2 separate regions of the Mus musculus genome follow, and region 1 is linked to region 2. A link is a contact called in public HiChIP or PLAC-seq data. All regions are on one chromosome and are shown on one strand. Each heading gives the region's core, a stretch centred on a gene start, on an enhancer-like site or on the middle of the called end of the contact. The rest is flanking DNA. Distances are from core to core; before and after follow the strand shown. Region 1 holds the start of Snhg5 (small nucleolar RNA host gene 5). Region 2 holds the start of Mthfs (5, 10-methenyltetrahydrofolate synthetase).

Evidence for each region. HiChIP or PLAC-seq counts read pairs in DNA pulled down with a chosen protein or histone mark.
Region 1: an H3K4me3 HiChIP or PLAC-seq map of stem cell-derived neural progenitor cells shows a contact between it and region 2, with 4 times the contacts expected there. The contact joins the promoter of Snhg5 here to the promoter of Mthfs in region 2. A contact is called at or near these places in 2 of 115 datasets of contacts at active chromatin or transcription factors (embryonic stem cells and stem cell-derived neural progenitor cells).

Annotation. Positions count from the first base shown.
Region 1 is chr9:88,519,244-88,524,367 of GRCm38.p6, forward strand. It overlaps Snhg5 (small nucleolar RNA host gene 5), which reads right to left and starts at 3,654. Exons shown (of 5, transcript NR_040721.1): 1 at 3,241-3,654; 2 at 3,064-3,138; 3 at 2,675-2,732; 4 at 2,407-2,473; 5 at 1,809-2,205. LOC115487267 (a small nucleolar RNA gene) reads right to left here and starts at 2,625; the gene lies at 2,554-2,625. It overlaps LOC115487269 (a small nucleolar RNA gene), which reads right to left and starts at 2,357; the gene lies at 2,286-2,357.
Region 2 is chr9:89,207,983-89,212,830 of GRCm38.p6, forward strand. It overlaps Mthfs (5, 10-methenyltetrahydrofolate synthetase), which reads left to right and starts at 3,208. Exons shown (of 3, transcript NM_026829.2): 1 at 3,208-3,329. The coding sequence starts at 3,213.

The DNA of each region.
Region 1 (5,124 bases), core at 2,404-4,903, 690 kb before region 2:
ATTAAGTTTCTGGCAACAGAACTAATTTTAGAAAGCACCAAATGGTAGATTTATACCTACTATATTTTAAGATCAATCTGATCCTGATACAAGGCAGGGGCAAAAATTCCAGTTGGCTAAAATTACTGAAGCCAGATACAAATTGTTTTCTCAACTTATAAAACCAGTCTGTTTTCATGTTAGTAAGGCCTCCTTTTTTAAAATCTCTTTGAGGCAGGGTTATCTATGTATAGCCCTGGAACTGCATAGACCAGGCTGGCTCCCACAACAGTTCTCACTAGTGAGGCAACTCTCCACCCTCCAGCACAGATTATGAGTTAACACCAGATTTGTTCCCATCTGGCTTCCCTGAACTGATGCTATTGTTCTTGACCTTCTTTAGTACAGATTCTGTACTTGCTCAAGAATCTCTAATTTTAGTTCCATACAGGGTTTCTGTGAGTAACCCTGGAATTCTGTAGACCAGGGCCATCTTTTTTTTTAACTTTTATTATATGTAAGTACACTGTAGCTGTCCTCAGACACCCAAGAGGACATCAGATCTCCTTAAGGGTGGTTGTGAGCCACCATGTGGTTGCTGGGAATTGAACTCAGGACCTCTGGAAGAGCCATCTCTCCAGCCCCAACCAGCTTGGTCTTGAACTGAAGAGATCCACCTGCCTCTATCCAGGTTAAAGGTGTGCACTGTTAGCACCCAACCATCAGCTGGTTTTTCTACCTAACTCTAGTTAGTTCTCAGGTTAAGTCCCTTATCAATTTAACAAGCTAGTAAACTCAAAAGTCTGGGATAACTTAGGATTACAGCATTTGTTAACTAGGCTAGTTCCTCATGCTTAGTGAAAAAAATGCCACCCAGCCTGTTTAAAAAGGTTTGAGTTAGTAAATTTAATGGAAATGAATTTTATTTTCCACTAAAACGATGTCATTTGGTCTTGTTTCTTGTTCAGGTACAAATCACCCAGTCATGATGGGGGATGGGATGGCTCAGTGGTTAAATGTGTTTACCACTTCAGGGCCCAAGAAAACTCACTTGCGTTTCCCCATTTCTATTAGGTTGCTTTCCATTTTTGTCACTCTATACCTGTCCTCCAAAAGAGAATGGACAGTTCATCTCTGGGCTCCTTGGCAGACCAGTAATATCTAGAGCATACACAATAATTTGGACTATAACAACCAACTCACTTTTCAAAGGTAGCAAGGTTCTTTCACCAATGGCACCAGGAAGACATAACATGTACAGGGGGAAAGAAACCAGAGTCCCTCTGCTAAGTGTGAAGACTAGATCTCCTTTATCTCTAAACTGGGGACTGCCATCTCTGCAGTTGAGTGCTAGGACAATTTTGAGATACTGTATCAAAACAGAAGCCCATAAGCAAAGGAGAATGGAAGGGTGCAGCAGTTAATGTAGAAGCCCATTTAGTATTAGTACTTGGTAAGCAGAGGCAGGTGGAATAAAGACAAACCAAGCATAGAACATAGAAACTGTCTCAAAATTAAGAAATGTCCCAGCACTGGGGAGGCAGGTGGATTTCTGAGTTCAAGGCCAGCATGGTCTAGAGTTCCAGGACAGCCAGGGCTAGGAAACCCTGTCTAGAACCCCCCCCCCCAATTAAGAAATGGGTAGGGAGGGAATTTTTTGACAAGTTCTCAGGGAAACCTGATAATGTGTATGATCATGCTAGCTAGTTTGGGAGCTGACAGTGCGCTTTGCACAGTAACTTTGCAAACCCAATTCCCACAGAAGTGGAATGAACCATGTACCAGGGCACTCTGGTTAATCTTCTGACACAAAAAGAATTGAATAAATATTTGCAATTGAATGTTTTTTATTTCAATACTCCCCATTTTATTTCAATCACTGCCAGAATAAGGAAATAGCTCATAATGATGAACTGCAGCTTTATAGTCAGGATTGCATTCAGTCTGTACAGCTGTGTCTGTCAATCAGCTCACCTATGACCTTCACAGAAGAGAACACTGTCGAATGGATTGTCAAAACAATCCATTTACATACAGCCCACAAAAAAAAAAAAGTACAGGAATCAACTCTGCAGGCCACACCAGATGCTGTCCTGATAGGGACAGCTAGAGACATGTAGATAGACCCCATCTCAAACATCCCAGTACTAAGACTGCATTTTTTTGTCTATGCTTTTTCTGGATGGTCACATCTAGTTTTCATTCGCACGTCTTGTGTCACTGGCTCTAAAATATAAAAATAAGAACACAGGCATTATGTTACTGCCAACATTAAAGAAGAACACAATAGTCCTTTGCAATGGTCCATCTCAGAAGCCAGATCCGTAAGTATGGTTTTTCAACAGGAATTCAGGTTCGGGATAGGATCATCATAGACTAGACCAACGACAGTAAGCTCAGCAGAAAACAAAACAGAGCACCACTCACATGCACTCCTGCTGCAGGATCTTCACAGGCGGACTGGCATCTCTCGCAAGTTCTTGTGTCACTGGCCCTAAAATATAAAAACAAAAACACAGGCATTACGTCATTGCCAACATTAAAGAAGAACACAATAGTCCTTTGCAATGGTCCATCTCAGAAGCCAGATCCGTAATTATGGTTTTTCAACAGGAATTCAGGTTCGGGATAGGATCATCATAGACTAGACCAACGACAGTAAGCTCAGCAGAAAACAAAACAGAGCACCACTCACATGCACTTCTGCTGTAGGATCTTCACACGCAGGCTGGCATCTCACTGGTCAGCATTCACTACAGAAAGAGGTACCATGACATGCTATGAGTAAGAACTGCATTAACAAGACTACCACTTAAACACAATGGTCTTCTCTCAGAAGCTGCATTTATCTTCAGGTCATCATCTTCGGGATGTATTTCATCACTGTTCTGACCCGGTATGTCTCACAACTGTTTGTACAATCAATTTGTACACCATGCATTCACAACAGTCACTCCAAATTGCAAAGGCCAGAGTAGTTTGGCCAGGACTACTTCACAATACATTTCCAGGAACCCGGATTCTTACTTCACAACGGTATGTTTGCATGCTTACAAGGGAAAAAATCTAGGCTTCAATACACACCCTTTAAAACGGTCATGTTTTAAGCATGTTTCTTTCATTTATCAATTCTCTCAGATGCTTTGGGCTCCCCTCCATCTAATATAATGAAAAATCAAAAAACAAAATTTAAGCATCACACATCACTTCCTATTGCACTATAACAATATTCTTAAAATATAGAAGCTGCATCGCCTTTACCTTGGTTTCTTCTTGTAGCTGCTTTGAAGACGCGAAGAACAATGGCGCCATTGTCCTTGTGAACGTGCATATAATAGGATGTCTCTTTCGGTGACTCTAGTACCTTCGGAACAGCACAAAAGGCTGCAAACCCTGCTGTAAAAACCTACCCACGCGGGGACTCAGGAACTAGAACGCATGCGGCCTTCAGTCAGGCCGCTTAGTACGAATCTCACTGGGGCCCAGACTCCAATCCCGAAATATCATTAGCTGCTGCGCACTTCTCCGAGGAAGTTTACACCAGTACCCTAAGTTCAAGTCTCAGAAGCCTCCAAATCCTCGTTGCACCCCTATATTTCACTTGGTCATCCGACTGTAACTCACTCACCGACAAGACAAAGAATATCTTAGGCTCCGTCGTAAAAGAACGAGCCCGGTTCACCGCAGCTCCTTTTATAGTCTCCTTTGTGCGAGATCGAGGCTGCCCCTCCCTCTGTCACTGATTGGACGCGAGAGTACGTGGGGGCGTGGCTTTTCATGAAGCAACGCGTGGGAGCGCGCGCCTTGGACCTCTTTTTTTTTTTACAGGCCATTCCGGGGCGTGGTGCGCGCCGCCCGCCCGCCGCCGCGTGCATCTCCGTTGCTGCGCGCGCTCCCGCTGGCTCGCCGCCACCGGTCTCTTCCGAGTCTGGCGGGGTGGCTCAGCTCGACGTGGCGTGGGAGTGGCGCCAGAATTCAAACGAACTGCCGCAGTTGGAGGCGAGGTCACCGCCTGCTTCGAGCCTAGTCGACACGGACGGTCGGCGGCAGGGAGTGGCCTTGACTTCGCCGCGCAGGCAGCTTTGAGCGCCGCTGGTGGAGAAGCTTGGTTGCTACGGTGGCCAGCGCTGCGCTTGTGTATTCAGCGGGGCAGCCGAAGGGACCTGGGAGGACAGAATTACGCGGGTGAAAACCGAAAAGCTCTCCGTTTATCCTTCCTGCATTCTGGGGGTGCCGCTGGTCTGCAGACAGCCATGCTGTCCAGTGCAGGCTTATCCAACGCCTGCTTGGGCGCTCAACCAGGTCCAACACCAGATTCCCCCGCCCCCCCAAGTCTCCCACTCCGGGAAACAGACACTAGTGACAGTTATACTGTCAGAATGCTGAGAAGTTAAACATTCCGTTTCACAGAGGAGAAAGCAAGTCAAAAGCCGCCAGTTGGCCTAAGGTCACATAGCTATCCTTTGCTATTTTTTAAGTTTCTCCCTTCTAAATTATCTGCAGAAAAAAACTTAAGACTTCAAAGGTCAAATATATAATTCAAAGTAATTTAAATGTATGGATACACACATTTGGATATTTTAGCACTTGGAAGCTCGGGTCTTTATTTTGTAGCATTTTTTACTAATTATGTGTGCATTTGCTGTCAGTTTACATTAACAGTTATCCTCTGATCACCATACTTATAGACTGTGGCATGCATGCCCTCACACACATCATGCACACATGTGATAGTAATGGTAATAAGTGAATAAAAGCCGTTTGGGTAAGAACATCACATAAGGTTTGCCATAGAAAGAAGGTAGGGAATAGAATCACATGGTAAAAGCTTGTCACAGCATCTGGTTAAGGACTGTGCCTCTGGGCTACATTTCAAGCCTGTGGTCTTAATTTGGTTCTTTTTAAATCTATGTGCCCAGGTACACACATGCATGCAGAGGCTGAAGGGCAGCCTTAGGTGTTATCCTCGCAAGCACCATTTATTCCCTTTTGAGATAGGGCCTCTTACTGATCTGGAGCTCAGGAATCAGGCTAGACTGGCTGAGCACAAGTCTAGGAGATCCTTCTGTTTCTGCCTTCCAGCTCAGAAATTATAAGCATGGGCCACAACTAACATTTTTATGTGGTTCTGGGACTCAAACAATT
Region 2 (4,848 bases), core at 1,958-4,457:
TACTAAGCTAAACCTTACAGAGGCTAAAATCTTCTTCCTACCTTTTCCTGGATTTTTACAGTTTCTTATTGATGCCCTCTCCTGAATCTTTACTCTTTGGCCTTTAATTTGGGGTTCATGGATAGGACAGTCAGATAAGCAATGTTGGGGCTAAAAGGAAGGCCTCAAGTTATAGTCCTCTCTGACCTTCTCTTGCCTTCTTTCTCTTGCCAACCCACATTTGTCCCATGGCAAGACACAAAAAGTGGAATTCATTTTCCCCAAGTCAAGTCATAGTCAACAATCAGGTTATATGTCATCAGTCTGACTTTCTAATAGTCAAGAAGGGATCACTGTTCTTTCTGCTCCTAGAGGAAGAAACTGGAGAGGTTTGAACAAAAGCAGCTAAATGAAGGAATATCAAGCCATTATTAAACTCGATTTGTGTGAGAGAGAGACAGAAACAGATGGAGAGAGAGACATATGGACAGAGAGCCTGAGAGACAGAGGCAGAAAAAGACACAGAGAGAAAACTATCTTTCGTTAAGACCCTGCTCCAATTTTTAGATCAAATTTGATGGCAATATATAGAAATCCTCTATTTTGGTCTAGATCACTTGCATTATGTTTCCCTTGAGGCTACTGGTAGCTCCTGTGAAGAAAGATCCCCTCTTTCCAAGGCCAGGTAAATCTTTACAAGGAATCTCAATTATGAACAGTACCTTGGAGGTGATTCCTCACTGAAGGGATGAAGACCCTGGGCAAGTCAGTAATGAACTTAACTTCTGGTCTTTCTGTCTCCACATCGTGAGGGCTAGGATTACAGACATGTTATTGCCACATTCAGTTTGTGTGGTGCTGGAGGTCGAGCCTCCAGGCTTTGTGCATAGCAATGCCACCATATCATAAACAGCATGGTCTTCTATTTTATTGCCACCTTTAAACTGGAGAAGTGGGAAGGAATAAGCAAGAAGACCAGGTAGGAAGTTAATTAGAATCTTACAGAGGTGAGTCAGACCCAGTAATCACTTTTGAGCTCTGAAACCCACAGTGAGTCAGTCACTTGTTAGAACTGTTCCACAACACCCTGGAACAGTGCCACCATATAGGGGACCAAGTGTTCAGACATGAGACTGTGGTTGGGGGAATTTCACCTTCAAACCTTGAAACTGTTTGTGTTTGAAGACACATTTCTCAAGGTGTAGCACAGCACGATCCTATCAGCATAGTCTTCCTGCCTCAGTCTTCTGAGTGCTGAGAGGAGAGGTGTGTGCCACCAAGGTCAAGATATTTTATGCAAGGTTTCTTTGCTTTTGTTTTGAGTCAGGGTCTCAAGTCAGGAGCCTGGCTTGCTATAAAAGGACTGTTTGGCCTCTAGGGGCTCCCTCTGATCCTTTCTGCTTTCTCTCTGAGGACCTTGCCTCTGGCCTCTCTGTCTCCTCCCCCCCCCCCCCCCACCATGCATTCCTGGCCAGCTTTCTCTTCTCTTTCTCTTTCTTTCTCTTTCTCTTTCCTTCTCTTTCTCCTCCTCCTCCTCTTCTCTTCTCTTCTCTTCTCTTCTCTTCTCTTCTCTTCTCTTCTCTTTTCTTCCTCTCAGCATGGGCACTACACAGCATTTTACAAAATATATCATTACTGTGATAGAACATGCAGATTTATGACCCTAGAGAGCTTTACACACTAAGACTGCACGCAGTTATAGGTACAAATAAATCCTCAAAGAAAATGTACGTATGTAACATATATTTTTATCAAAGCTATCATTTTTTGCAGTCCTGGTGATCAAACCAAGAGCCTTGTACATACTTTACCCCTGGGTTATGCTGCTAGACTACCTATTTATTGTTGAAGGGATGTGTCTATGTAGGGAGCCACATATAATTGTCATGAATATCCAGAAAAGCCCTGCCTTCAGAATTTAACAGCAACAATTTAACATGTATAATAATAATAATAATAATAATAATTATTATTATTATTTGGTATAGTGCTGGTGATAAAACCCAGGACTATATCCATGCTAAGTTCTATTTATTCCTGCTAATTAATAGTTGATGAATACATTGGTTTATGGTGGTGATTCTCAAACATTATTATGGGTAGGGAATCACCTGAGGATGATGTTAAGATAACCATTAGGACTCCCTAGGTCTAAGGATGGCTCAGGATTCTCCATGTCTCACATGTTTTCAGTCGAAACGAATTCATACACCACACTCATGTTCAACTATTGGTGAATGGATATTACATTGGCACACTGACATGGTCTGTAGATGTAAGTGAATCCAGCGTTTGTTTACTGTTCATGATAAGATTCTATTCAGCTATGTTCTCTCTCTCCCACCTTGCTTTGTCTCCAGGCACTTAGATCTTACGGAACTGAACTACATATCCCTTAACACAGGTGCCAGAGATCTGAACTCAGCTCTCTCGTGCTGGTGTAGTTGGTCTTTTTACCAACTAAACTATCTCCGCAGCTCTGAAAAATTAACTCTCAAAAAATCAGTCCTCGGGTACTGCACTGTAACATGGGGTGGTAAATCTGAGTCAGTGCTTCTCAAATCTACTTACTTTGTTCTCTGCTCCATTCTCAGTCAAACGTCCTGTTAGAAAAAGGCATTATCTGTCTCTAAACAGCAGATGGCAACAGCGGTTAAATACTTCTATAACAAGGAACAGTCTGACTGAGTCCTGAGCTGTCCAGAGAGGGAACATCCATCTCCAGAAAGGGCCTGCCATATGTTATAAAAGCGGGCCCAAAATCTATCAGTAAGGAGCCAACTGACTGAAAGGGAGAGGAAGGCACTTGGTGGTAAAGGAGAATGTTTTACATTGACCAGGAGGAACCAAGAGCCTTCCGGTATGATGTATAGGCATGTCTAGCTTGCTTTGCCCTTCTGAAGCTTCTCGAGCCCTGTACTCCACAATTAGATGAATATCGAGTCCTGGAGTATAGTTGACAGCCTTTGTTAGACCCTCTGCAGAAGCATGGCGACCTTTTGTGGTCTGAGAGAGAGGGTAAGCACACTGGGCTACGTGCACAGTCCCCAGCTATCAAGCAGGAAGGGTCAAGGACGCCACACCATGCTGTTATCTGCCAACACAGGACGGGAGTCTGCTCAGATGCCTAAGTGGCCTGTGCACCTCTGCAGGTTTACAGAGGCAGGGGATTTGGAGTCCCGCCCCTTAAGCTCCGAGGGTGATGGGCGTGGCCGGGGCGGTGCTTGCCAGGAATGGCGGCGGTCACGGTAAACAGTGCCAAGCGGGGCCTGCGGGCCGAGCTGAAGCAGCGCTTGAGGGCCTTGAGCGCGGAGGAACGGCTGCGCCAGTCTCTCCTCCTCACGCAGAAGGTGCGAGAAGACTGCCGGGAGTTAAACTCCGGGAAGGGTGGGCTCGCGAGTCTGCGCAGGCGCACCTCCCCGGGGGCGCGTGCGCGTCGTCCGGGGAGCGCGCTCCGCAGGCAAGGGCGGCTCTCGCTGGTCCTGGAGCTTGTGAGGGAGCGAGCTGAGCTTCCGGGCAGGTTTGGTCATTCACAGAGCTATTTTGTTATTGCTAGGAAAGGCATTGCAGCCATTAGGAGCTGTAGAGACTGTCGAATCACTCTCCGGTTTAATTGAAATCCATTCGCATGTGTTGAACACCTAGTAAACTTTTTTTTTTTTTTTTTTTTTTTTATGAGTTGGGTAATACAGATGACAAACATGATTGTAGCCCCTAAGGGATCAGGGATGTAGCAGAGGAAGGAGACAAATGGAACCATTGTAGGGCTGGGGATATGGCTCAGTGATACAACTGTTCAAAAATGCGCTGTATTTTATTTGCCCATACTTAGAACATACATGGAATTTGGGTCTGTTTTTCTAGGAGTTTTAAATCGCCTGTACCTTTATTTTGGCAAAACTCCACTGTGAGTTTTATCTAAGGGGAGATAACTGTTGATGCTGTGACTTAGCTGCGTTCACTGCACAGCATTACACCTTGGGTTGCTGCTTCTGAGTTGGGGTTGTTTCTGGTCCTTATTTTCTTGTTTTGTCTCTTTTCTTACTTAGTTTTCCTCAGCTTCCTTAAGAGTATATCCTCAACGGAATTATTTTAAAGAAAATACCTATACGATTGGCACTATTTGTAGTTGAAATGTATTCGTGTTTTGCTTGCATGTATGTAAGTCCATTGTGTGTGTGTGCCTGGTGTCTTAGGTTAGAAGTGGGTGCCAGATCCTTTGGAACTAGACAGAGTTCAGGAAGGTTGTAAGTCCCTATGTGGGTGCTGGAAATTGAACCCAGGTTGTCTGCAAGAGCAGCAAGTGATCTTAAACTGCTGAGCCATCTCTCTAGTCACAACTTTTAAATATATTGTATATTAAAATATCTTCAACTCCAATTTGGTCCATATTAATCAAATTTTAATTACTTTATTGTCATTCTGCTCAATACCTATGGGTTCCAATCTAGAGACCAATGTTTTCATTTATGCATTATATCTTGTGGTTTAGTTATTGTTCTATTGCTGTGAAGAGACACCATAACCATAGCAACTTATAAAAGGAAGCATTTCATTTGGGCTTGCTTACAGGTTCAGAAGGCTGCTCTGTGATCATCTTGGTGGGAAGCTTGGAAGCAGGCAGGCAGGCAGGCAGGCAGGCAGGCAGGCAGGCATGGTGCTGAGCGCTTACATCTTATCCACAAGGTGGAGGTAGTGAGAGTCCTGGGTCTGCCATAGGCTGTGGGCTTTTGGAATCTCAAAGCTCACTTTGATGGTTTCTGTGACCACAGAGGTAAGAAGAGTGTCTTCAGCATGAAGCAAGAAGGAAGTCTGACTCAACATGATTTGGTACCTGGGGTTGGTTCAAACTTCTAGAGTCTTACACTT